Regions from separate parts of the Zea mays genome. Here region 2 is linked to region 1. Evidence: chromatin contacts called from public Hi-C data. All regions are on one chromosome and are shown on one strand. Each heading gives the region's core, a stretch centred on a gene start, on an enhancer-like site or on the middle of the called end of the contact. The rest is flanking DNA. Distances are from core to core; before and after follow the strand shown.

Region 1 (5,960 bases), core at 442-2,941:
CAATGCTGTAACCATGTCCATGTGCTGGATAATGATGTCTGGAAATATAATCTTTCTAAACTACAGATGGACCCTTTTTTTTTTGACGCTGCTAGCTTACCTTTCAGTCTCTTGGCAGACTTGCAGTTTGGGGACAGTATCTGCAGATGAGAAGATCTCATGTAGTGTCAGAATTTTACATGAAAGATCCTAGAGGTAGCAACATGGACAACACTCATTTTGAACCAGACCTCTTTTATTTTCTTGTCCTGTATGAAGACAACATCGATCTCGGCATGATCGATGATGTAGTCGACAGCTCCCGCACCTGTATGCCATGGAAAGGTATTGGCTCTGAATTTCTAATGCCTTACATTTGATTCCTTATTAAAAATAAAAGCGTATGTGTTCCAATATCTTTTTATTGTTTGATCTGAATCATTCTATGACGTGGGTGGTGGGCCTACGATTCAATGGTCTCCCACACTTACCTAAAGTATCGTACAGTGGGACACAGACTAGACTATAGCCATTGCAAGCCTGCAGAAATCATTTGTGGATTAACACAGTTTATCCAGAAAAAGATCTGACGGGGAGAGTTAAAAGCTTAAAATTCATACAAGTCACGGCTGGCAGTTTACCTGCATTGCCACTATCCACTGAGGACAGTTCGCTCCGTAGATCCCCACCCGGGAACCCTGGTACAGTACAGTACGAGAGCCAAACAAAGAAGCATCAGTTCGGTCTGATCCATCGCTGAAATGTTCTAGGACCTCTACGAAATACGAAGACGCGAGACCAGTTTATGCTCTTACTGGCTGCACTCCCAGCTTCTGCAACGCAGAGCCTGCTTGCAGCACCTCGTCGTAGATCTCCTTGTATGATTTCCACAAGTAGGGCCCTGGCTAGAAGGCGGAAACGTAGCGGTTTTTACCAGCCATACAGATGGAAATTGTAAAGCTAAGGAAGACCTGAACTGATGTAGAACACTACTCATGGTGCTGTCGTTTAACCCAAGTTTGCATACCACTCCATCTTTGAACGGACGCCATCCGAGCATCCGGTTGTCGGCATACTTGACTGCTGCTACCCTGCACAAGTGCATATAATATAAAATTATAAACACACCAACCATCACCAAGATTTTTCTGAGCACTGTATAGATAATCTACGTGTGTCTGATATTTTACAGATTCTGTAACTGAAAAATCCAAAGAGCAATAAAGAAAAACAGAGAGAGTAGCTAGACGTGCGAGCGAGTTCTTGGCTGTTGTTTCAGCCAGCCGCCGTGCGTGTCTTACTGTTACCTGAACACGTCCCATGATGTCTTCATGTCAGGCTCAAGCTGCGGGAACCCATCCTTGGCCAGAACGCTCCGGAACACCGGTCCGACCGCCAGCCGGCCGTCCTTCCCGGGCTTCCCGTCCTCCACTTTGATCGTGAAGGTGTTCTTCGGATTCGCCTCCATCTCTGATCAGCGTGGCTCCGGAGGCCCTGAACGTCCAGAACTGGAAAGGTTAGCTCGTCTTTGGTTCACTTCAGTTGCTCCATTGGTTGTAGCATATAAAGCCCCAAGCAAGAGGATCAATTTGAGCTACAGCTATTCGTACAGAGAGAGGGAGAGAGAGAGATAGAGAGAGAGAGAGAGATTACAGAGAAGGGAAGATGGAGGAGGCAGAGCTCTTGAGTCGAGTTGAGAATGAGCTCGCTCCGACGCCCTGGCGATGGGAGGGAGAAGAGAGGCCTCTTCCTTCCCTATATATGCGGTATGCCGAGGGCAAGGGTGCCATGGCGAAGAGAGGTTGTGTGCGGATGGAGGAGAAGTGTTGGCGGGGGCCCGGGCCCCACGCTAACCAACCGAGCGCCGCTGCTGAACTGGAACTTCTTAAGCCCATGTTTAGCGAGAGAGAGAGAGAGACTTCCAAGGATTAAGCTTAATTTGTGTGTGCGCTGAGCGCGTGAAGAATCGGCCTTTCTCACGGAGAGAGAGGTGCTACATGACGCGTCACCTCACCACGCGGGCAGAGGGAGGAAGAGGAGGAGGGTGAGGGTAGTTGGCCCGAGAATAACTGCTGCCCTGCGTCTCCCTTTCCCTTGCTACAGGATATCGGATATCGTTCGCTGCACCTTGCTGCGGCTTTTCAACTACGGCTGTCACTTATACAATATTTTATCTTTATAAATTACAGCTTCAGTAGCTACTGCTGTATTCCAGCCGAACGTGTTTCTGTTCTGCTAGCTCTCAAGGTTTACCGCCGTTGTTTGTAGATTGTTTGGGCCGTGGAATTTGGATCATACAGTGCCTGCTGGCCATGTATAGCTCTTAAGGTTTACAATATTTTAACTATTACCAAGTACCAAGAGCAACATGATTCGCTTTCTAGAATAATGCCTAATAACTAGTAATAGTAAATATATGTATATATATATAAAAAGAAGAAGCATGTATAGCCTGCCCCGGTTTCAGGGGAAACCGAAGGCGGCGAGATCAGAGCGCAGAAGCGTACAAAAATCCATTTTTTTAACAAAAAAAAAAGAGTAGCACGGACAGCATGACACGAGAGCTTTCTGAACGAGATCGAAAGTGACCCCATCCATCTTTTCTACAACAAAGGTTTTTCCAGACATGGCCGACAGAATTCTGAAACCCCAGGTTTTAATTACCGGCAGGCAAGCAGGAGGGGGGGTTCTTGCACGAAGACGATGGGTCGATGGCTGTCCAAGTCCAACAGGCTGAAGATCTGGCTGCTTCTGCTGATTGGTGCGCTCTCACAATCGACGTGCCTTTTCTGGTTGGAAGGTATGGTTACTGCATTGCATGGGCTTTTGTTGTTGGGTATTTCTGCTTTCTGTCTAGTTTGCTTGCTGCTACCTTTCTTTTTCTTATTAACGCGTGGTAGTACCGTTTGATAATCTTCATTTTTTATTGCTCTCGATCTGTATGGTTCATTTTTTTTATTTCGCGCCTTCCTATTTCATGGTCAAAGGATTTGTCACCACGACGGCCTATTAAATACTAGTGTCCTAATAAAACTTGTTTTTTTTATGTCACTATTAAGTCTGGATCAACCAATTGCCAACTTGACATGTCTACTCATTGACTGAATCGTGTTTTTTTTCTTCTTCTTCTTCTTTCAGTTAAGATTCTGAATTCAAACTTGGAAACTGATATGGGTAATGGCTCCACCGGTCCACCCACGCCCAACAAGGGCATCTAAAAAAACAAAGCATGAAATCAGTTAAGCTGTGTTTAAGCAATTAAAACTTGTCTTGTTTTCGAAAAATAAACAAAAAGAGAAGCCCCCTGCTGCGGTATACACATATATCAGACTCTTCTGTGTGTCTTTACAAGATAAAAAAAAAGAAAGAAACGGATATGTTCATTTTAACGCGGCTGCGATTAGCTGCTTCTATTTCTGTACGAAAAAAAGATCTCTAGTAACAGCAAGAGCAAGTCAGCAACGCCCATCCATAATCATGCCCCCTCGTATCATGAGGAAACATTCATACTAGATTGCAGGCTTGCAGCAGCAACATGGCAATAATCCCTGGCCAGTTCTTGGTGAAACAGTGCCATTGATGCTCTTGCTTGGTACAAACTTTATGGTGCTAGGCTGCTAGCTTGGGGTGTATGCATATTGGACAAAGATGGGCACTTGCACGTACCGATGGGCGAGCATTTATTTGGCTGTTCGTGCATATTCGCGTTAAAAGTAATAATTGACGTTTTTTTACAAGGATTTGTTTATTTATTTATTACAAATTGATGCATGGTATGTTACGTCACTTCACTGTGCACGTACTAGGATGGATTTGTGTGCTCACACTACCGGAATCCGGGTCTTTGCCGAGTGCCGGAGTCTTTGCCGAGTGTTTTTTATCGGGCACTCGGCAAAGACTGCTTTGCCGAGTGTCGCCCTCGGTAAAGTCTTACGCTCGGTAACGAGACAGTTTATCGAGTGCAGGACACTCGGCATAGCGAAGCACTCGGCAAAGAGCCCTTTGCCGAGAGGCAAACACTCGGCAAAGACGGCTCTCGGCAAAGGGCCGTTAGCGTCCGTCTATAGTTGACGGCCGTTAGTCTTTGCCGAGGGCCGAAAGCAGACACTCGACAAAAGCAGATTCTTTGCCGAGTGTCAAATAACTGGCACTCGACAAAGGAGGTCTTTACCGAGTGTCTTCTGTGGACACTCGGTAAAGCATATTTTTATTTTTTTATTTTGGTCACCAAACTTTTTGTGGTATGTTTCTACACTATGTAGACATACACGTACCATTTTGGGACAATTATAACTGTGTTTTCAATATCTAGTAGATTTAGTTCGTTTATTTGGATTTCTTCGGAAAATTCAGATTTGAACTGCAGGTCACTTGAAACTTGGAATTCAGATTTGAACTGCAGGTCACTCGAAACTTGGAATTCAGATTTGAACTGCAGGTCACTCGAAACTTAGAATTCAGATTTGAACTGCAGGTCACTCAAAATTCAGATTCCCTCCAGTTGACCCTGCTCTCTTCCATACTCCTGTGAGTATCAAAATTGTAGTTAGATGTTGGTAATACATCTGGTATAACACATGCTATCTCTTCTCTGTGCAGGACCAATCTGGGGCGGCATCCAACAACCCTCCGGAAGGGTTCAGCTCAACGCAGTACCAGTCGAACCGCCCATCTCCATGAGTGTTATGTTTTCAGTGTTTAGACTTCAGAACAACTTGTGTAGAATACTTATGTTTGTGTTTGATACTTATGTCAGAGCTTGAGACGTATGAGACTTATGTTTGTGTTGGATACTTGTGTTGAACACTTATGTTTGTGATGGATATTTATGTTTGTGTTGGCTATTTATGTTTGTGATGATATCTGTGATGTATATATGTGATATATATATGTGATATCTTTTGTTTGTGTGGATGGAATATAAAAAACAAATAAAAAAGGTGCCTACTGGTCACTTTGCCGAGTGTAACACTCGGCAAAGAGGTGCTTTGCCGAGTGTCAGGGCCATAGCACTCGGCAAAGAACCAAGACCTGGGCACCGGTATAGGTTCTTTGCCGAGTGTAATGTCTCTGACACTCGGCAAAGAGGCACACTTTGCCGAGTGCCGTACGTAGCACTCGGCAAAGAACCTGACATGGGGACACTCCCTGACGGGTTCTTTGCCGAGTGTCCCAGGTGGCGGCAGACACTCGGCAAAGGTAACTCCTTTGCCGAGTGTCACATGGGACACTCGGCAAAGACGCGTCTCCGTCACCCGTTGCCGTAACGACTGCTTTTCTTTGCCGAGTGGTCACTGGCACTCGGCAAACCTCTTTGTCGAGTGCCCGAGAAAAAGTACTCGGCAAAGAAAGCTTTACCGATGCACTGTTTGGCGAGCCTTCTTTGCCGAGTGCGACACTCGGTAAAGCCTTTGCCGAGTGTTTTTAAGGCTTTGCCGGCACTCGACAAAGGCGGCGATTCCGGTAGTGTCAATCGATTTGTCACCCGCCACCGATACGGTACAAGTAACAATCGACGCGAGCGACAATTCATTTGGCTTTTTTTACAAGTTTAACCAGCTCGTATTATTCATTTCTTTTCAAAAACTAAAAATAAAAAAATAAAGTCACACTTAAAGTATATCATATTCTAAATGTGATACATCATAGTAAAAATTAATAATAATTATGAATTTTTTAATAAGATAAGTCAGTTAAATTAAAAAGTCAAACGAATTATAAATTAGAATGGAGAGAGTATTAAATAATATCCAAAATATAGGTGAATTAGGTTCTCTAATTTTTCTTCCAAAAATTAAACCTATTAGTAAGTTCAATTTTACACTTTAGTTTGATTCCAACCATCTCCTCTTATCTCCCCTATTCGTACTTTCTATTCATTTTAAATATCTCCCTCTTTCTTTCCTCCCTATTTTTCCTCTTCTCCAACAATTCCCCCTATTCATCTCCTCCTTTTTTTACACTTTAAAAGAGTTATTTGA
Region 2 (6,018 bases), core at 3,424-5,923, 93 kb after region 1:
TCTTTGGTCAACTTCTCTAAGTCTTCAATTTTTCTGATGAGGAAGTCTTCTTGCTTATGAAGCATTTCTTTTTGTTCTTCCGCTCTTTTCATGAGTTTGAGCAAGCTCATCCGATGTTTCTTGCTTAGCTGTGCGAAGAATTGTTGAAGATCATCCTCATCTTCACTATCACTTTCTTGCTCCTCCTCATCCTCACTTTCGCTTTCACTGTCACTCCCATTAGAAATAAAGCACATCTGAGAAGTGGATTTGAAAGACAAACCTTGTGAAGAGGTGGATTCGTCGTTTGGTCTCCATCGATCATTTTCTTCTTCAATTTTGTTCTTCGCCTCATCTTCCTTCATTTTGAGGAACATCCTTTCGGCGATTCTCATGGCAAGATCTATTGCCCTAGGATCAACATCTGCAACAAAAGATGAAGTCGAGGCAACCTCAACTTTTTCAAGCTTAGAAGCACTTTCGTTTCTTAGTCCCCCTGACATGATCTTTTCCTCACACGGTTAAGCGTTAGAACGAGGATTAGGCTCTGATACCAATTGAAAGTTGCCTAGAGGGGGGGTGAATAGGCAAGTTAAAACTTTTTCAACAAAAACTAGAAGCAAACTGGGTAAAACTGAATTGATCTCGAAATTCACCCAGTTAACTTTGGAAATGAGATGTTCTAAATGATCCACAAGGTTCAAAGTAGTAGATCTGAGAAGGGCACTTCTCAAAATCCACACACCAAAAAGATATAAACAAATTTTCCACGCAATGGTGAGAGAACGAAGAACACAAACAAACACAATGAGCAAGAACACAAGAGACACAAGATTTATCCCGAGGTTCAATCACACCACCAAGGTGCCCTACTTCCTCGTTGAGGTGCCCACAAAGAGCCGGGTCTCTTTCAACCCTAATCCTCCCTTTGCCGACCACAAAGGTCAAGCCCACACAATAATCTTTGCTCAAACGAGCGGGTAATACAAACTTTCTTGTGGTCTTCCACAAGATTTGGAGACTCACAAGAGACACCTAGTCGTCTAGGAGCTAGAAGCTCCAAGAGTAATGAATCCACAAAGAACTCGATGTAGTACCAAAGCTCGAATCAAGAAGAGCAAGAGAGATTTGGAGATGAAGCACAAAAACCGCAGCTCTCAAACTCACTCAAAGATTTCTCTCCAAAGATTTGAAATGGGAGAGGCAAGAGGTGTGTGAGAGAGAGTGGGAGGTGTTTCTCAGGTTAGAAATGGAGTTTTGTGCGTGCTCTGCTGTGGGGAAGAGTGTGGGAGGTGTATATAAAGGTGACCCAAAGGCTAGTGGCTGTTGGGGAAATCTGACTGAAATTCGGTTGAACCGGTTTCAAATTCGGTTGAACCGGATTCCACCAGTCGGTTTTCGGTTCACTGGCGGACTCAGCCAGAGACTGGACCGGACTCAAATTCGGTTGAACCGGTTTGAAATTCGGTTCAACCGGTTTCAAATTCGGTTGAACCGGATTCAAAATTTGGTTGAACCAGATTTCCAAAAATCTGCACATGACTTTTCCTGACAGGACTGACTGGCAGACTGGCAGTGACAGAGGGGAACAGTGCAGAAACCGGTTGAACCGGTTTTAGGTCCGGTTGAACCGGTTTTTGAACTGTTGCACAGATTTTGAGAAAACCGAAGTGAAACCAGGGTAAAATGGAAGTTTTAGATCAAGGATTTTGAGCTTTAGTACCAACACCAACCTTCTTTTTGGATCCCCCTTGATAGTACGACGATTCCTATACTCAAGTTAAATAAAATATAATTAAGTAAACTCCTTGAGTAATTGGTGTCTCAAGTGTGATTTCTCCATGGTGTTTCTTCATAAGGATCACAAACATCTTTGTCTCACCTTTTGAAGCAAACACAAATCGAGCCTATGACTTGTGCCATTTCACCATATATGAGTTCAAATCATGGCTTCAAGTCACCTTACTGATGCATCAACATGTTGTAACTCTTCATAGCTGATTAGTTCATCGACTTAGTGCAAGTACTCTCTTCTTCACCTTAGCCATGGTACCTCGGTCTACAAGCCGTCGCTTGGCCTTCACCTCCGCTTAGTTCCTCGAAGCCCTTTCCTTGCTATCTTCACCCTATCAAGCCATTCTTGAGTCACATCCTATTGAGCATCCATTGAGAGAATCATTTCTTCAATATTGTGAACCTTGCTTGAATGTCATCTAGATATAACTGCTAAGATCAATCAAGCTCTAGTTTGATTCTCATATATTCATATATGGACTAATAGTAATATGGTCAAGCCAATTCACGATTCCTCATATCTTATTCACTTTGGCTTGACCAATCCTCTTAATCACTTCAACCTCTATTATGATCATATTTATGCATAGTGATTTCTCAGGACTTATCCATATATTCAAACCAATATAGAGACCATATTATATCCATTTGCATTGTCTCACTGGTTATTTGACCTTGTATTGAACCTTGTTCACTGATCAATATACACTATTCAAGTATGTTCATCATACTGAATTTCTTGTTCAACACTTAGCAAACTTGTTAGACCTTTAAATGTGTTGTTATCCAAATCACCAAAACTCACAAAAGGGATGAATGCACTTTCATATCGTCACGAATGAACAAGAACAATATTGAATTACATTTGTACCTTCGGCTTGACAGAAAGCAAAAGTCCAAGCGTGACGCACGAGTGAATACAAGTCAGTGTGAACAGTACGGGGGTATGTTTATCTATTTATAGGCACAGGATGCAACCTGTGAGAAATTACACTCATGCCCTTTACATTTGCTATTAGCTTATAGAAAAATCTATGAGGACTGAATAGCTTTTTCCCCTTTAAGTCGGTTCCTTTTCTCGTGATTGAGCCGAAGCTCCTTTGTGCATAGCTTCGGAGCGGCGACAACCTTCGTCACGATCATGTCCCTATCATGTATGCTTTTTAGTCCTGAATCTGAAGGTACCTGTTTATAAATCAGACTTGACAAACACTGTTAAATTACGTTTTTGAGGACCTTCGGAGGACAAAGGCCCCCAACAATGATTTATGTATATCCAGTAGCTAATTTATAACACTCCTTGTTGCGTTTTACGCTGTTATATAACACTTTATGTTCAATCCTGAGGATTTTTAGATAATGAATACAACATATCAGAGTTTATCAACGTCTCTCACTTTGGTACGGTATTTTATATTCAAAATGGAGCATTTTTACGCACAAAACTGAAGGTCTTTACATTCGAACTTTACATATGTCCACCATTGTACGGCATGCTAGTTTCTTATACTTACCATAAGTTTTTGACCTGAAACAAATCAATAAAATGCTTACCGTAATATATATATTCCCATATAGTAGTATGTGTGCTTGATTTAATTCTGGTATTATTTTCGGAGTTTCCAAAGGTACACAACAGATAAATACTATGCTGTACCTAGCTAAATTTATTGTATCCAACTATCCATTAAATTTGATTGGCTGTTCTTGGTGGACTGTCCGAATTAACTGTTTCGTTCCGTGGGGTCGCCGTCGCTCCATGCATTCAAGTTGCTTTGCTGACAGATGATAGGTAGGAATAGTATTAGGGGCATATACAAGCCCCAATCCTTTAGATCGGTTTTTCAAGTATAAAACATATTTAAGAAACTATATAATACAACCCATAGTCTATAGATTATATATAAACGCAGTCGCGTAGATACAATTTCTTCGTAAATAGTCTGTTTCTTGATTTTTTTTCACTCACCCTCGGGGCATATACACCTAAAAAATGTATGATACAACTTTGAATCTTTGTATCATAAATATAGTTAAAAAAACAATATGCATGGAGAATGATCCTGTACTTTTTGTTTCATTTAACTCCTAGAGACCCCTTGAGAGACCCTATATTAAATGAGATCTACGTGTTAATAGCATTGTAGATTTGACTTATGCATGTGTCCCACTTTCTTTCTTCACTATCTATCTACCTATATGTATCCATCCAGTATCCTATCATATATCGACCTCTTCTCTTGGTAAGAGATTAACCGTCTGCCAGGCGAAGCGACCTTGATTTCTCTAGCTATACTGGCCAGGCCGGCTTAAGCACTATATTGTGCTATGGATCGAGCAAAAATTGTGTGCACTCCTCACACTACAGCTCGACCAGCAGCAGCTCTATCTTCTTCTCTGCATCAACGGCCGACCGATGGAGCAACACACAAATTGGATGCATCATGCATTAGCCCGCTAATGTACGCTAGGGTTGCGCACAAAACGGCATCAATAGTTAGTTAGAGGGGACACATTAATTTCGCGTGACCGGACTCTACAATGCAATAGCTAACTAGACTGGGGTGTGTGTGTGTGTTTGTCGATCGATCGATCGATCTTGCGTTTCACAACAGTGTACGCACGACATGCGCATAAATAAAAGCTGCCACCCATTTCATAACGATCACATTGCTGTGCTGTGTTGCGAATTGAAGGGGCCTGCACGCTGATCGGCCAACATTGAATTCGATTCAAGGCTTACAGAAACAAAGAGAGAGAGAGATCAGGTGGTCCCATTCTGAAAAGAAAAGAAGAAAAAAAAAGACAACAGCTGCGTGCGTGCATAAACAGGCTTGTAACAAATCTTGTAGTCCATCAATCATGCACACAGGAATGCAGATCCGTTCTAGATAAACCCAGCCCAAGAGGAACATCCGACTATCACTGTCTTGTCTAAATGAAATGGGCCTGAGCCCAGCCCATCCATGTAACTTGATCCATACGATTATATGAAATACTCACAGCCCAGTGGGTTAGGGTTTTACACACCATTCAATGATTCAAGTAGCAATTTAAACTCTGGCTCAAGCAATGAAGTGAAATTTTTTGAGTGCTGCCAAGGATGTAGACTGTTAGAGACTTATTCTCAAATGCTATGAAATTAAGAACAAGGCAACACAAAATGTTAATGATTAAAGCCCTTCGTCCTCCGAAGCATTATCTCCCTTAGGATATAATGATCTTCAGACGAGGGTCATGAAGGACGTACCTTCATCATCGCAGTATATATTAATGAAAGAAGAAGCATATGAAACATGAGAGACAACATGGATAATTATACATCATCTTTAATATATCTTTATTAAATCATCATAAGTGAATATGAACAATATTGAATTACATTAGTACCTTCGGCTTGACAGGAGGCAAAAATCCAAGCGTGACGCAAGAATGAATACAAGTCAGCGTGAATAGTACGGGGGTACTGTTCATCTATTTATAGGCACAGGGCGCAGCCTGTGTAAAATTACATTCATGCCCTTTATGTTTACTATTGACGTAAGGACAATCCAACGAGGACTAAATAACCTTTTCCCCTTTAAGTCGGTTCCTTTTCCCACCGCTGAGCCAAAGCTCCCTTGCGCGTAGCTTCGGAGCTGCATCATCCTTCGTCTCGACCATGCTTTTCATATCGTGTACAGTTTTATTCTGAGTCCGAAGGTACCTGTACATATATTATACTTGGGAAACATTATTAAATCATGTTTTTGAGGACCTTCGGAAGACGAAGGCCCCCAACAGTAGTCCCTCGCAGTATTAATTTGTTATAACAATGAATTCAGACTGCGACATGAACGAAGGCCTTAAGCCGAAGGTCCGAAAAAACCTTCCCTTTGCTAGAATAGCAATAGTCAATGACAGGTGGGGTCCACCAAGTTGCAAAGCACTGGGCGTATAAATATGAACCCACACCGGCAACATTTGATACGCCATTTCTAGCATTCGCGTTATTTTCTCAAACTTTTTAGCTCTTGCTCACTGGTTCTCGCCTGATTTTCAAGCTTTTCGAGCTTCAGTTTAAAGACGTGTTTTCACCATGTCTAGGGGAAAATGACTGAGGAAAAGAAGATGACTGCGGAGACGAAGCTAACTGAGGAGACGAAGTTGTTTGAAGAAAAAAACTATGGATCCTTTTATCGCCAGGTTTATTGATTCTTTGTCAAAAACAAACACAAAGAAGATTACTAAAGAGATACTAGAAGG

Evidence for each region. Hi-C and Micro-C count contacts between places; a contact is called where the count stands out from the background.
Region 2: a Hi-C map of leaf shows a contact between it and region 1, with 4 times the contacts expected there. The contact joins the enhancer-like site here to the promoter of LOC100279270 in region 1. A contact is called at or near these places in 6 of 25 Hi-C or Micro-C datasets (leaf and tassel) and 1 of 3 datasets of contacts at active chromatin or transcription factors (leaf).

The regions. Positions count from the first base shown.
Region 1 is chr10:86,891,387-86,897,346 of Zm-B73-REFERENCE-NAM-5.0, forward strand. It overlaps LOC100279270, which reads right to left and starts at 1,692. Exons shown (of 20, transcript NM_001152291.1): 1 at 1,633-1,692; 2 at 1,287-1,473; 3 at 1,007-1,070; 4 at 795-884; 5 at 621-677; 6 at 471-519; 7 at 231-307; 8 at 101-140; 9 at 1-5. The coding sequence starts at 1,447. It overlaps LOC118473564 (a long non-coding RNA gene), which reads left to right and starts at 1,318. Exons shown (of 3, transcript XR_004853191.1): 1 at 1,318-1,495; 2 at 2,650-4,506; 3 at 4,579-4,866.
Region 2 is chr10:86,981,773-86,987,790 of Zm-B73-REFERENCE-NAM-5.0, forward strand. No RefSeq gene overlaps it. Among protein-coding and RNA genes, the nearest start is that of LOC100381935, 53 kb to the right of the region's middle. Within about 2 kb of position 4,674, at least 14 of the 20 cell types and tissues checked have an H3K27ac peak or open chromatin away from gene starts, as enhancers often do. A contact at or near this core is called in leaf and tassel, where this site is marked.